Linked DNA regions of Bombyx mori: region 1 is linked to region 2. Evidence: chromatin contacts called from public Hi-C data. All regions are on one chromosome and are shown on one strand. The core of a region is the stretch at or near the end of the contact, and the rest is flanking DNA. Distances in the headings are between cores, read along the strand shown.

Region 1 (6,118 bases), core at 1,172-3,671, 75 kb before region 2:
ATCAAAGGAGGAACATCATATTTAAACGTGAAATTTGATTTATTTATCACTGATTCTATTCTAATGCTGTCATTAAACGGAGATAAAGATACTTGCGGTACAAGTAAGACAGATAACTGAAACACCGGAATTCGATTTTAGTATTCCCTTAGGTCTACATTTGGACATAGCTTAATTTATGACCTATTCGCGATAAATAGATAGGTACTTTAATATTTCCGTGTTCACCACAGAAGGTCGAAAATTAAATCATACTATCAGTGTTTGACAATTAATAAATTTATGAATGAAATTTGAAAATCTTGTCAACTGTAGAAAAACGCATAGAATTTTTTTAACTAACATTATTCCTTAATATACCGATACCTGCTTGAGATTCTTGAGGTTTGTAACCATGTACTAAATAAGTGATAAGCGACAATCATCTGTATTCATTTTTGGCTCTTTCATTTTATTTTTCGATTTTCCCGCGCACGATACAAAGAAGTAATTTATTTCAATTACAATCTTACAAACCATATACTCCAAAATAAAAGTGTCATCGTTGTTTTTTGCTTTATACTTAAGAGGCGAAGTTTGCAGACAAACTGAACTTTAGTCTCTTAAAACACTGCACGCATTTCGCGTTAACAGCAAAGAGGTAGCATTTTGTGTTATCCCCACTTTTCTAAAGGTAAGATCTCCCTACAGCCAAATCATAGTTACGGTATTATCGACCACGAGTGAGAAAGCCAATTAGGATGACATCTGTAGCCAAACTAGCTTTGAAAATATAAGAAATTCGAGCCATACTTTTACAGTACATAATTTTCTGTCAATATTAACCCTCTTTATAATAATATACATATTTGATTCTCTAGAGCCTATCCGCAAATCATAGCGGATGCCGATCTTGAGGCGAATCAGAACTGGTGAAACGGTACTACCTTCCTATTTCTAACATCTCAATATGCATCGCCGTTGTGAAGAACCCACGTAGAAGCACTTTCAATAGGCACCTAGAGCTCTAATAGGTCATTGATGTCTGGATTAAGCTCTTGAATTAACATTCCGCCCTCTAATCCTTATGAACGAATTCCCTCGTCAAATCGTGCGTTTCTCATCTAGCCCGGACCTAGAAAAATCAGAAATGTGTACGTCAATCAAACCCATAAATGTTAGGTTCACGCCACTGTGTGAGAACAATAACAATTGAGTCAAATACAGAGGGATCCTATAATAGAACTTCAAGTTACTGCTGAAAAATGTTACTTTTCTTGTTAATTATAACGTTAATTGTGATACTCGGGACTTATAGTATTCATTGTTAATAAGCAAACGTTTAACCGCTTTGTAGGGACTTGCAGGTTCGGTTCCCGCTAGGAGTTTGTTTTTGTTTGCGTATCATTGTTGAAGTCATTTAATATCAGAGCAGTGCGTTTTTTTTTTTTTTTTTATTGCTTAGATGGGTGGACGAGCTGACAGCCCACCTGGTGTTAAGTGGTTACTGGAGCCCATAGACATCTACAACGTAAATACGCCACCCACCTTGAGATATAAGTTGTAAGGTCTCAGTATAGTTACTGAGTTACTGAGTATAATCCTTATACTCAATAGTGCGTGTTCATACATCACAACGAATTAGCCAAAACAAACATTAATTATGTAAACGTAAATAGCTTCCTGAAGTCCTATTAGAACAGTGCGGGTACCGGTTAGAAAAATCTTTGAAAGGACGGCGCTATTAGGTCGTTGACCCGCGTGCAGCGCGCGCACCCAAACAGCCGAATTCTTGCGCGTACGCAGCTCCTCTCTCCGCCGCCGCCGATAAAACCCTCTGAATGGAATCTGAAGCATGCCTACATGTGGCGTCATCGCCTTGTCGCCGGCACGCGCGCCCTCGCCGCTTTGTTTTGGTATATGACATCTTTACTTGCACTATCGCTATGCAATATAGTAAAGTCCCTACACAGCTATAAAAAAACCGCCAACTCTAATGTTTCATTCGAATTTTTGTAATCAATATAAAACTTCTTGTTTTTACTAGATTAATAGAATAGGTTTTTTTAATATTTAACAAATTTTAAGTAGGTAAGAATATTTTATATTGAATTAAAATGTAAATCACATTAGTGTTAGACGATAGGTACAGCAAAGTAATTAATATAACTTTAGATGCCTTCGAATTGGTTCTAAAGGTTACGTATAGTTTTGTTAAAAGCTAATTCTAACTTGAATAGGCCAGCGGGTTAAAGTCACGGCTTTATTATGACACAAACGGGACAAAATCAGTTGCGATGTTATCTATTGTTCGGTGTGATCCGGCGCAGAGATCGCCGAGAGAGCGCGGGGTTGTTCGATGCACGCGTAGTGTGCACGGTGTCAGGACGCCGCGGCCGTGCCGTTTCCATTCATTGTAGTGCAGTTGAGAATGTATAGGGGCCCGGGCGCGGTCAGAGGGCGCGGTGGTGCTGCAGTCCGCGTCGTGCGCCCGCGCCCCGCGCACGCTGCACGCTGCACCTCCGCCGTATGCACCGCGGCCCGCAACGTGCGCACACACTCGTAACGATCTCGTTCTCACGTTTCGTACCATGCATAACAGCGTACGTGCGCTTGAGATAAGATTTAGCGCGACCTCACGGCCACCAGGAGCGCGCCGCCCCGCACCACCGGTACCAGTGCACTCGACGAGCGATTTACTCTCGTGCTTTTGCTTGCACACCGTCGCGCCGCCGACGGACGCACGGACACGTAAGTTATGCATGTGATACCGCGTGCCTTGTATGCATTTTACACGGTACGACGACTCGACGAGCGGCTGGTTTGTTTGTTTACATACCTATTGCACAACGTCGCACCCAGTCAGCCAGTCACTAAGTACTTCGCTTTGTTATGATTCCATATAAACAATTTATATTACAAAACGTCGTATTCAATATTTTTGATATTCATAACGAGCGATGTTGTATTTTGCTATTGATTACACAGTTTCGGTTCGTACAACCGATTAAACCGTTAAAATGCACGTGCAGTTGGAGCAGGAGGAATTTTGAGCCTTGTCGCTTGATGGGAAAGACTATAATGGATCGTGCGCCTGTAAATGGAGCTAATCGCAATCATTCTTGTTGCACGCTCGAGGGCGCCCGTGGACTGAGGCCGGAGGGTAGCTGGATGTTCACACACCTGCTGCTCTACATATTTTAGTCGAACGACTTTTAAATTTCTAATACCTAGAACATCTTAAGCACAAACGCTCTTAAGCAAGATGTGTTCACACCCAAAAGGGTGAATTCTACAATGTATTAATTTTATGTAAATAAGTTCAATGTTTATGTGTGCAGATTTTATCGAGTTGTGTGAACCTAATAAAAATAAAAAAAACTAGTTGTAAACAAGAACAGATTAATAGAATATGAAAATACGTCTTAGTCGCATTCGGTACTGCATTTCTCTCCTAAACACATTTCTATGATGTAAGTATTTTAAATAAAATGTTATTTGCCGTTAAGACTTAAGTCTCCGTTTTAAAAACCTATTTGGGATAAGGTCATGTAAAAATTTTATGCAGTAATGCTGGAATTTCGATTGATGTATGTTTGTATTTCCGGAGACAGAGGAGTTTACCGCTCACTTGGCAGGATGGTGGTGCGTATGCATAATCGATACGCCTTAACCAACACCACATGAAGCGAATGAACGCATAAGAATCTACATTATTTATATTACTACGAGTAAAGAAACGACGAAGGGCTCGACGAGCGAACTAACTCATAGACACAGCCCACTGAGTTTCTCGCCGGATCTTCTCAGCGGGTCGCGTTTCCGATCCGGTGGTAGGTTCTGCCGAACGCGGCTCTTGCTAGGGTCAGTGTTAGCATCACTCCGGTTTGAGCCCCGTGAGCTCACCTACTAGTTAAGGTTACGCTGAAATAGCCTCTCATGTCTATCAGCTTGGATAAAAAAAAGGAACTATGAACTAAATTTTACAGAGTAGTGGGTATTTTCCAGGTTTGATTCGACTAAAGTTCATTAGAATATTCCGAACCCTTTTTTATTTTATTTTTTCTTAGATGAGTAGGTGGGCGAGCTCACAGCCCACCTGGTGTTAAGTGGTTACTAGAGCACATAGACATCTACAACATGAATGCGCCAACCACCTTAGGATATAAGTTCTAAGGTCTCAAGTATAGTTACAACGGCTGCTCCACCCTTCAAAGCGAAAAGCATTATTGCTTCACGGCAGAAATAGGCAGGGTGGCGGTACCTACCCGTGCGGACTCACAAGAGGTCCTACCACCAGTGATCACGCAAATTATAATTTTGCAGGTTTGATCTTTATTACACGATATTATTCCTTCACCGTGAAAGTCAATCGTGAACATTTGTTGAGTACGTATTTTATTAGAAAAATTGGTACCTGTGTGAGATTCGAACACCGATGCATCGCTACACTCGACTGCACCAAACGTCTTATCCTTTCGGCCACGACGACATCAAAAGTTTTTTTTTCTTTCAAATCCTTGGAAGGAAGACGAGACGAGCTTACAACCTCATAAGCCAACCACAACAGTGACACAGAAAGTTTGGTAGTCCAAGCCGAGGCTACAGAACACGCAATACAACAATATATCATAAGTACCTACACACCTTAAAATTACCCGAATATATTGATGTCAATGAATGCTGTTAAAACACTGACATTTTGCATAAAGAACGATTCCTCCAAATCATTCTAATTTTAAATAACATGACTCTAGTACATGTCGACGGATACTTATCGGAAAGCATCGTTGCTTTTTTTTTTTCAGAACCAGAACGACTTTTCATTATTTTTGTGACCATCAATAAATTCTTGACTTTCTTCAATTAGAAACTGAGTTCGGTATTTATTACGCCGCCGCTAATCTGACAATGCGCTAATTATCAGACGTAATGAAAGTTATGGTGTTCAAAGGACGGTATTATGAAGTATTTCATTGGTATCACATCACACCACAGCTCCGTATTCTGAGGCTACTTATTTCGACATTTCGACAAAGTCACAGTACTTTCATGTCGGCTTATGTATATTTTGACGTCTAATTTCAAGCAAACTTGACAATCGGGGCCTCCGACCAGACTCCGCGCTAAAAACTATTAAAGGTGATAATGAGATACGCAACAGATAAGCGTGTTGGTTTTCGTGACAACGCAAGTTCTCTAGCCCTTGTCGTTCAAGACATTGAATTCAAAGTCGCTTGGCTGAAACGTTTGGCCGACCGAACGACACAGCGGATAGTGTACCTTGATCAATTTGCAACGACAATGCAATCGTTGGGGCAACTACAATCTTGTACAAAACGAATTTGGTTTCTATGGGATGTGTTTATGCATTGCGAAAAAATTACTAATGCAACTAGTTGATTTTGTTCGGATTTTTTCCGAAGATCCACAATAGCGGCTGCTTTTCGAATATAGTGTAGTTTTTTTTCTTTCTCCCTACCTATGCTGATAGCCTTGAGAGGCCATTTCAGCTTCTCCCTGACGTGTAGGTGAACTCACGGGGTTCTAACCGAGAGTGTTGCTAACACAGGCCATAGCAAGAGCAGTGCTTTGCAGAATCTACCACCGGATCGGAAACGCGACCCACTGAGAAGATCCAGCGAGAAACACAGTGGGCTGTGTCTATGGGCTAATTCGCTCGTCGAGCCCTTCGTCGCAAGCGACGGGTTCGACGAGGACGGTGACCGGTGCTTAAGGTACCTAAAAGCACCGTTAATGGATCTGGAGGATCTGTAAGGACGTGTAAAGGGTACGTCGACTGTTTACCATTCGGTCTGCAGGATCTGGTATGATAGTGTAGTCTCATGCATTGTTTTCCAATATAAAATAATAATCGTCCATCTTACAGATTGATTTGCGATAAAAACGTAAATACTGTACGGAATACACAAAACAGAAAGCTGGACGCTGAAGTAAGTTCAGTGGCGCTTTCAAAGTTTACGCCTTGGTCAAAATAATAGTTAATACTACGCTTGGTCTCATAAATTATCTACAAGTACTTTTTTAATAAAATTATCCTTCTTACTTATAGTTCTTATTAAAAATTAAAAATAAAATATATATGTGGTTTATTAACAGTCAACTCTCTAAAAGGATT
Region 2 (6,487 bases), core at 1,141-3,640:
AACGGAGTCGATAGCCGCTTAACCCAAACTCGTAATCATCATCACCTAGGTACGTATGATCCAAATATCACTCAAGTCTCATACAGATGTTTCCGGTCTCAATGAGTGTATAGACCAATAGAATTAAGTTATGTTTTAGGTATTGTGTCCGCGCTGCACGCAATCTAATAGGATTAAAATGAGCAGAGGCGCCGGGTCCATGAACTTTCGCGGTCCGCCGGTCGGCTTTGCTTTAGAATGCGGGTTCACAATTAACAAAAATACAAGCAATTGCGCTTAGCTCAGCAAGTGTTCGCTAAGCGTTTGAAATTCGACCGTAATGCCTGACATTTCGTGATTTCGATTCGTTTTATATACAACGTGTTCTCTTTTCTTTTCTCTTGTTTTTTTTTTCTTTTAGATGTGCGAATATAAATTAACTCGCCAAAAAGATTTTATTTATGAAACTAAAGCTCGAACTTTTTTGTGTATATACATATGCATATTATATAGTTTTTTTTTCCTATGCTGATAGCCTTTTTTTATTGCTTAGATGGGTGGACGAGCTCACAGCCCACCTGGTGTTAAGTGGTTACTGGATCCCATAGACATCTACAACGTAAATGCGCCACCCACCTTGAGATATAAGTTCTAAGGTCTCAGTATAGTTACAACGGCTACCCCACCCTTCAAACCGAAACGCATTACTGCTTCACGGCAGAAATAGGCAGGGCGGTGGTACCTACCCGTGCGGACTCACACAATAGGTCCTACCACCAGTGATTACGCAAATTATAATTTTGCGGGTTTGATTTTTATTACACGATGTTATTCCTTCACCGTGGAAGTCAATCGTGAACACTTGTTAAGTACGTATTTCATTCGAAAAATTGGTACCCGCCTGCGGGATTCGAACACCGGTGCATCGCAACAACGAATGCACCGGACGTCTTATCCTTTAGGCCACGACGACTTCAAACGAGTTCGACTTGAGAGGCTATATCAGCTTCTTCTTGACGTGTAGGCGAGCTCACGGGGCTCAAACCGAGAAACCGAGAGTGTTGCTAACACTGGCCCTAGCAAGAGCAGTGCTTCGCAGAATCTACCACCGGATCGGAAACGCGACCCACTGAGAAGATACGACGAGAAACTCAGTGGGCATAGATTTTCTGTTTGTGTTAATGTACTTATTGCTGTCAATTTCTGCCGTCATGCACTCATATTATTAGGTAGTAAATAGTATTAAGCATAGCCGATACACAATTCAACTGAGACTTCAATCTAATGATGTCTGGGGCTTGGTGGCGGTGCCTAGGGGCTCCGAAAAGCATTAATTCCAGATGGGCCGTCTGCTCGTGTGCCCATAAAAAAATACTTTATCTTTATTTTCCCGGCTTTCGGAATTACCATACTCCCCAATAATTTCACACAATACTTTTTAATTTGTAGTCTGTTCAAAATTGAATGTTTGCAGTAGGCAGCGGCTTGGCTCTGCTCCTGGCATTGCTGAAGTCCATGGGCGACGGTAACCACTTACCATCACGTGGGCCATACGCTCGTCTGCCTACAAAGGCAATAAAATAATAATAATAATAATTTTTATCCCAACTTGTCGCCCTCGTTTTAGTTTTCATTAGATACGTCTTGGAAAAAAAATATGACTAAATCCAAAACAATAATGATAGCACTAAAGCTTGTCAGTACCTACAAAATAAAACAAGATAAAGAAAATCAGTTCACAAAAAAGAAACGAAAATATTGTACCCAACTTTTTTGTCTTCTTCTATCTGTGTGGATATACCTATTATTGAAAATAACTGTTAAATCCATTGAGGTCATTACAATACTAGGAAATATTTTTCAGTTATTTTGGAGTATGCAAGGTTCACGAGCCCTTATTGAGGGCGAAGGGAAGTTATAAATCTGTCGCGAACAATAGTGCGATAAGGAGCAAGTAGCGGCCGCCTTCCTTCCCCGCTTTCCTTTCTAGTGTGTGATCAGCCTAACACACGCCTGCAGACGCAACAGGAAATAATCTAACAAAAGTAATCGCACGTATATTTTCTAACTACCTACATTTTTTGTTTTAAAATTATAATAAACACAAGTGATCTACTTAAATAGATTAATACAAAAAAAAAAAAAACAAAAAAAAATAACGTACACAATCTTTCCCAGGTTCGAATTGTATGTAGATTTTTAGTTGGAAATAGGTGAACAGTATTAGCTGATCTAGTCGCGGTAACCACGTGGTTTCGGCGAGAGTCGCGCCTCGTACATCTATAACAGGTAACTTGTTTACAATACAAAAAAAAAGTGTATTATTATAGCGCGTAGGTACGTACATGCGTCGAGTGTACACTGTACAGCGTACGACCAAACAAAGCACTGTATCCATCGAGTGTTATCGCACGTCGCCGAGCTACCGGCGGACCTACTTACTCGGGCGTCGGCCGCGGCGGCGTCGACCAAACGCCCCCATACGCTTCGACACTAATTTCTGTTGATAGGTCGCTCAGTGATAGTGCCAGAGGTGAGTGAAAATGTGAAGCTGGCCTAGCGCGAACCTTATCGGTCATTAACCTTCGCACCTAAACCGAGCCTCACATCTCGCTCGAAGCGCGTTTACAAATACGAATTTTCAGGGACTATCACGCGTGTACATACACACGTATTTCATTGAAATATTTACATACCAACTTCCGCGCGTTGAAACATCAGCTTGACCGATATTCATGGAGGTCGCCCGCGTATCCCGAACGCTTTAATGATTAATTCATGTCCGGAATATTTGTTTGTACAATACGAATCTTTTATTTGTTCTTCACGTCCTGCCCGCGAAACCCGGTTTGTAATATCGCCGCGGACGCCGCTTCTGTGCTATTTAATGGTGGGACATCGCGGATAGTAGGTCACGAGAGCGTGCTGGACGTCAGGTAGGCGCCACTGAGGCCTTGACCCCTTTACGGGCGGCGGCGGCGGCGGCGGCGGCGGCTCGCACACAATGAACTATTCGGTAACATCGAACCTACCGTCGTCCGTCGCCGCCTCCCTGCACTCTCGCAACTGGGACACGTCGCACTAATCGCTCTCATCACTCTGTAAGCACTCAAACACGTCATATTTCGAATGACAGCAAACATTTAATCGGCCTACTTCATTTTCGTTTCGCTTTTTTCGAATCACGCATATCTGATCGCTCGTAGACAATGTAAAAATTCGGAAACGCCTATACTATATATACGATGCAGTTTATCTTTAAAATCGAACAATACAAGAGTAAGTTTGTACAGATAATGAAAACAATAGTGGCGGTAAGTCGGTCACGATGGCTGGTAATTAGACACAAATGTGCGAGACGCGGCGCTAACAGAATTTGGGGGGCGGTGCGGGTCGCGGCCTCGCTCGCTTGAATAATACATGTCGCGGCTCGGCGCCACCGCCGCCGCACCGCGCCGCGTCTGCGAACAGTGTGCTTAGTGCGAGGTTTTTAACGTTCTCGATAGCGTAAAAGTTAACTCAAATCTGCAGGCATATGCAGTTAGAACAACGCCCCTAGCCCAAACGTTGGTAAACGTTCCAACTCCATACAAATTTGAGTTAACTTTTACGCTATCGAGAACGTTAAAAAACTCGCACTAAGCATACAGGGCACCCTGCGCGTCCTCGCCCGCACCACTAACACACAGCACCTTTATCTGTTACCTTTTGGCCCTTATCACAGAACGCATGCCTGCATTTATTTTAGCTCATGCATACGTCTATTCAAAATCTTGAAATCACAATTAAAGACCTATCCTATTATTAGTGGGTTTAAGTTAGAAAATGGGACAACATTACTGCTTGCCTTTAAAGAAATTCAAGATCGGTTGAATCACTCACTAGCGTCAGGTGAAATTTTACGATCGAACTTTTACTAACATAATGCATTCTTCGTCTCTAAAAATTACGAAACTTGCACTAATTGTAACAAAATAAAGAGCATGCTCAATGTAAATTCTTACAAACGACACCGAGTCCGGTTATTTGATCGCCGGCATTCGTATTTTGTGTAAATAAAATTCATACGCAATATCGTCGAGAATGTGAAATGTCTGCAACATATTATGCATGTGTTGTGAAAGTATTATGTTTGTGCACATTTTTCTTTATGGATAAAGATAATATTGCAAACGTCTCGTTTATTAATGTTTGTGTTCTGCGTCTGTTGCTTTATTGTTGCGCAACGTTTCGCGTCGGGTTCTCTCGATTCTGAAGTCGACAAGCGATTCGATGCGTATAGCGGAAGAACAGAGCGGGGCGGGCGGGTAACGGAATTCTCATCGAAAGTATTTTAATGAAGTTGAGATTTAATCTGCGCGTTTGTACGTGTGCGTCTGCGTGTCCGTGTGTGTGTGTTTTAATGATCTCGATTTCGTAGCGGTGCCGTAGCGGGCTCGTAGCGCATTGCACCGGACTGCAACGCCGACCACGACCGAGCGCACATTCGACATCACCGAAACATGTCATATTTACATCGAATGCGCGGTCGTGATAAACAGTTTAAAAATGTAAATCGTTCGACTTAATTAGGGTTTATTAAAATGCGAGACGCGCCGCTTAACGCACGTAGGGGCTATTAGCTCTGAACAAGTCTTGTCGTCGCCGCTCCGGACCATACGCGACACATATTAAACCGTCGCCATTCGCGACACTTCCCGGTGTAAAGGCATACGATTAACGATTAAGGACGCCTTGTTGGTTCAGTTGTTGGTGACGTTCTTAGCCCAGGACCCGATTCCGATTGCCGATCGGAGTCTGTATACTGTCGGAATACTGTGGGTACAATAAGACAATATATTCGCTTATGATACTTATTTGGTACTCGATGTCGGAGTGTTTGTTTTCGCGTCCCTTACGTGTTTCCGGGAACCATACCGGTTTGGGATGTCAGAAGTTCCAAAAAGTGTTGATATATTTCGCTAATATCGATTTTGATATTTTCAATAAAAATATCGATGCAACAGTGCGGAAGAGAATATTGGCCCTCTAAAAATTGGATGTATACTTTAAAGATTAGACTAATCTATCTCAATCTTTTAGCATAACTAAATAAAAATAACAATCAACAAGACATTCATTTCAATAAATCATAGATTAATTATTTGAAATAATGTACAGTGGGAAAGAACATAAATATTAGTTTGTTCTGAAAAAATATCGATTATTTTTCGATACTTGAAATTTTGAAATTGATAAGTCAAGAAAAAACATACCTACCTACTAGAAAATCCTAGTTTGGGATCATCGAATGTAAAATCATTTTTAGTGTTTCAAATTAGCGGGCAACGTCTTCAAATTGTGCTATTATGATGTTTGAATAAAGACGACCCAAATATGTGTTTTGCCAGAACGAGTTGAATATTTATTAAGGCGCGCAAGTAATAATTGAATACACAAGGTGTAATTAGTTTCAGAAGGTTCGAGCTGCGTGCGCACCTGCTGTATTTCGGTAATTGCTCTGAAGATTTTATCGCGGCTTCGTTATTAATTACGAGTTACGAAGGCGCGCATTTATTGACCCTATCTCCGGTGGGCCCTTGCCCTTTCTTCACCGACTAATTCGTTAATAAGCGAGGTGTGCTTCTCTGGAACGGACCGCGACTTAACTACGGTCCCCCCTTCACTTTCCGAACAGATCTCGCACAAGATACGTCCGTTTCCCGATTATCATCGTTCGTAATGTACGTTCGGAAATAAGTTGATGACGTCACGCTCCCCCACGAACGGTAACATGCGTCCTGGTTCGTTTAAAAATAGCGAGCGGCGGCGGTCCCTTAAGGCACAGGCGCACGTTTCCGGGCTGGAAGTGTGTCGCTTCCGCTGCGCGCGGTCGTTGTCGTCTGTGTGTTGTCACGACACATTCCCCACCCACAGTCGGCGACCACGTTTTTAAATAGAGGAACGATTACGAGCGTCTGGCCGCGGCGCCGGGCACATGACCGCGCGAAAGTGCAGCGCCCGCCCGCGTCACGGCCTATTTGCGACACCGCACGCCTCCGCTCTCTGTTCCCGCAGCGCGTGTCTCATCCCGCACCCGCGCCTCATCTGCCTTCGTCTTATGCGAAACTTCCGACCTCATTCACTTCCAAGACATAACAACATACAACGAGCGTTGAAATCTTTTGTTCGCATATCTAAACTTCAATGATACCTCGACTTATCCGCCGACAAAATCGATATCAAATCAGATAAAAAAACACATAATAAATTTTATATAAATAATTTCTTTCTTTGACGAATCGCGAAATTTATCGCACCTAATTATCTACATACGTGTGCATTGTGTGCGATCACACGACTAATACGAATGTAGGTCTAAGGCATTAAGTTGAAAAAGAGTATGTTATTGAATGGATAAAAGCAGTCCGTATAATAATATCGATGGATCGACGTAATGTTAGTGTCGTAAGCGTTATTGAGTAGCTCGCGAGCGGGAGGAGCAGAGCGGAGGCTGGGCGCACGAAGA

Evidence for each region. Hi-C and Micro-C count contacts between places; a contact is called where the count stands out from the background.
Region 1: a Hi-C map of whole pupa shows a contact between it and region 2, with 2.9 times the contacts expected there. The contact joins two enhancer-like sites. A contact is called at or near these places in 3 of 7 Hi-C or Micro-C datasets (all in whole pupa).

Annotation. Positions count from the first base shown.
Region 1 is chr11:11,333,799-11,339,916 of ASM3026992v2, reverse strand. No RefSeq gene overlaps it. Among protein-coding and RNA genes, the nearest start is that of LOC134199696, 6.5 kb to the left of the region's middle. Within about 2 kb of position 2,421, at least 8 of the 8 cell types and tissues checked have open chromatin away from gene starts, as enhancers often do.
Region 2 is chr11:11,257,989-11,264,475 of ASM3026992v2, reverse strand. LOC119629108 (a long non-coding RNA gene) reads left to right here. Exons shown (of 3, transcript XR_005245194.2): 2 at 1-49. Among protein-coding and RNA genes, the nearest start is that of bantam, 6.4 kb to the right of the region's middle. Within about 2 kb of position 2,390, at least 4 of the 8 cell types and tissues checked have open chromatin away from gene starts, as enhancers often do.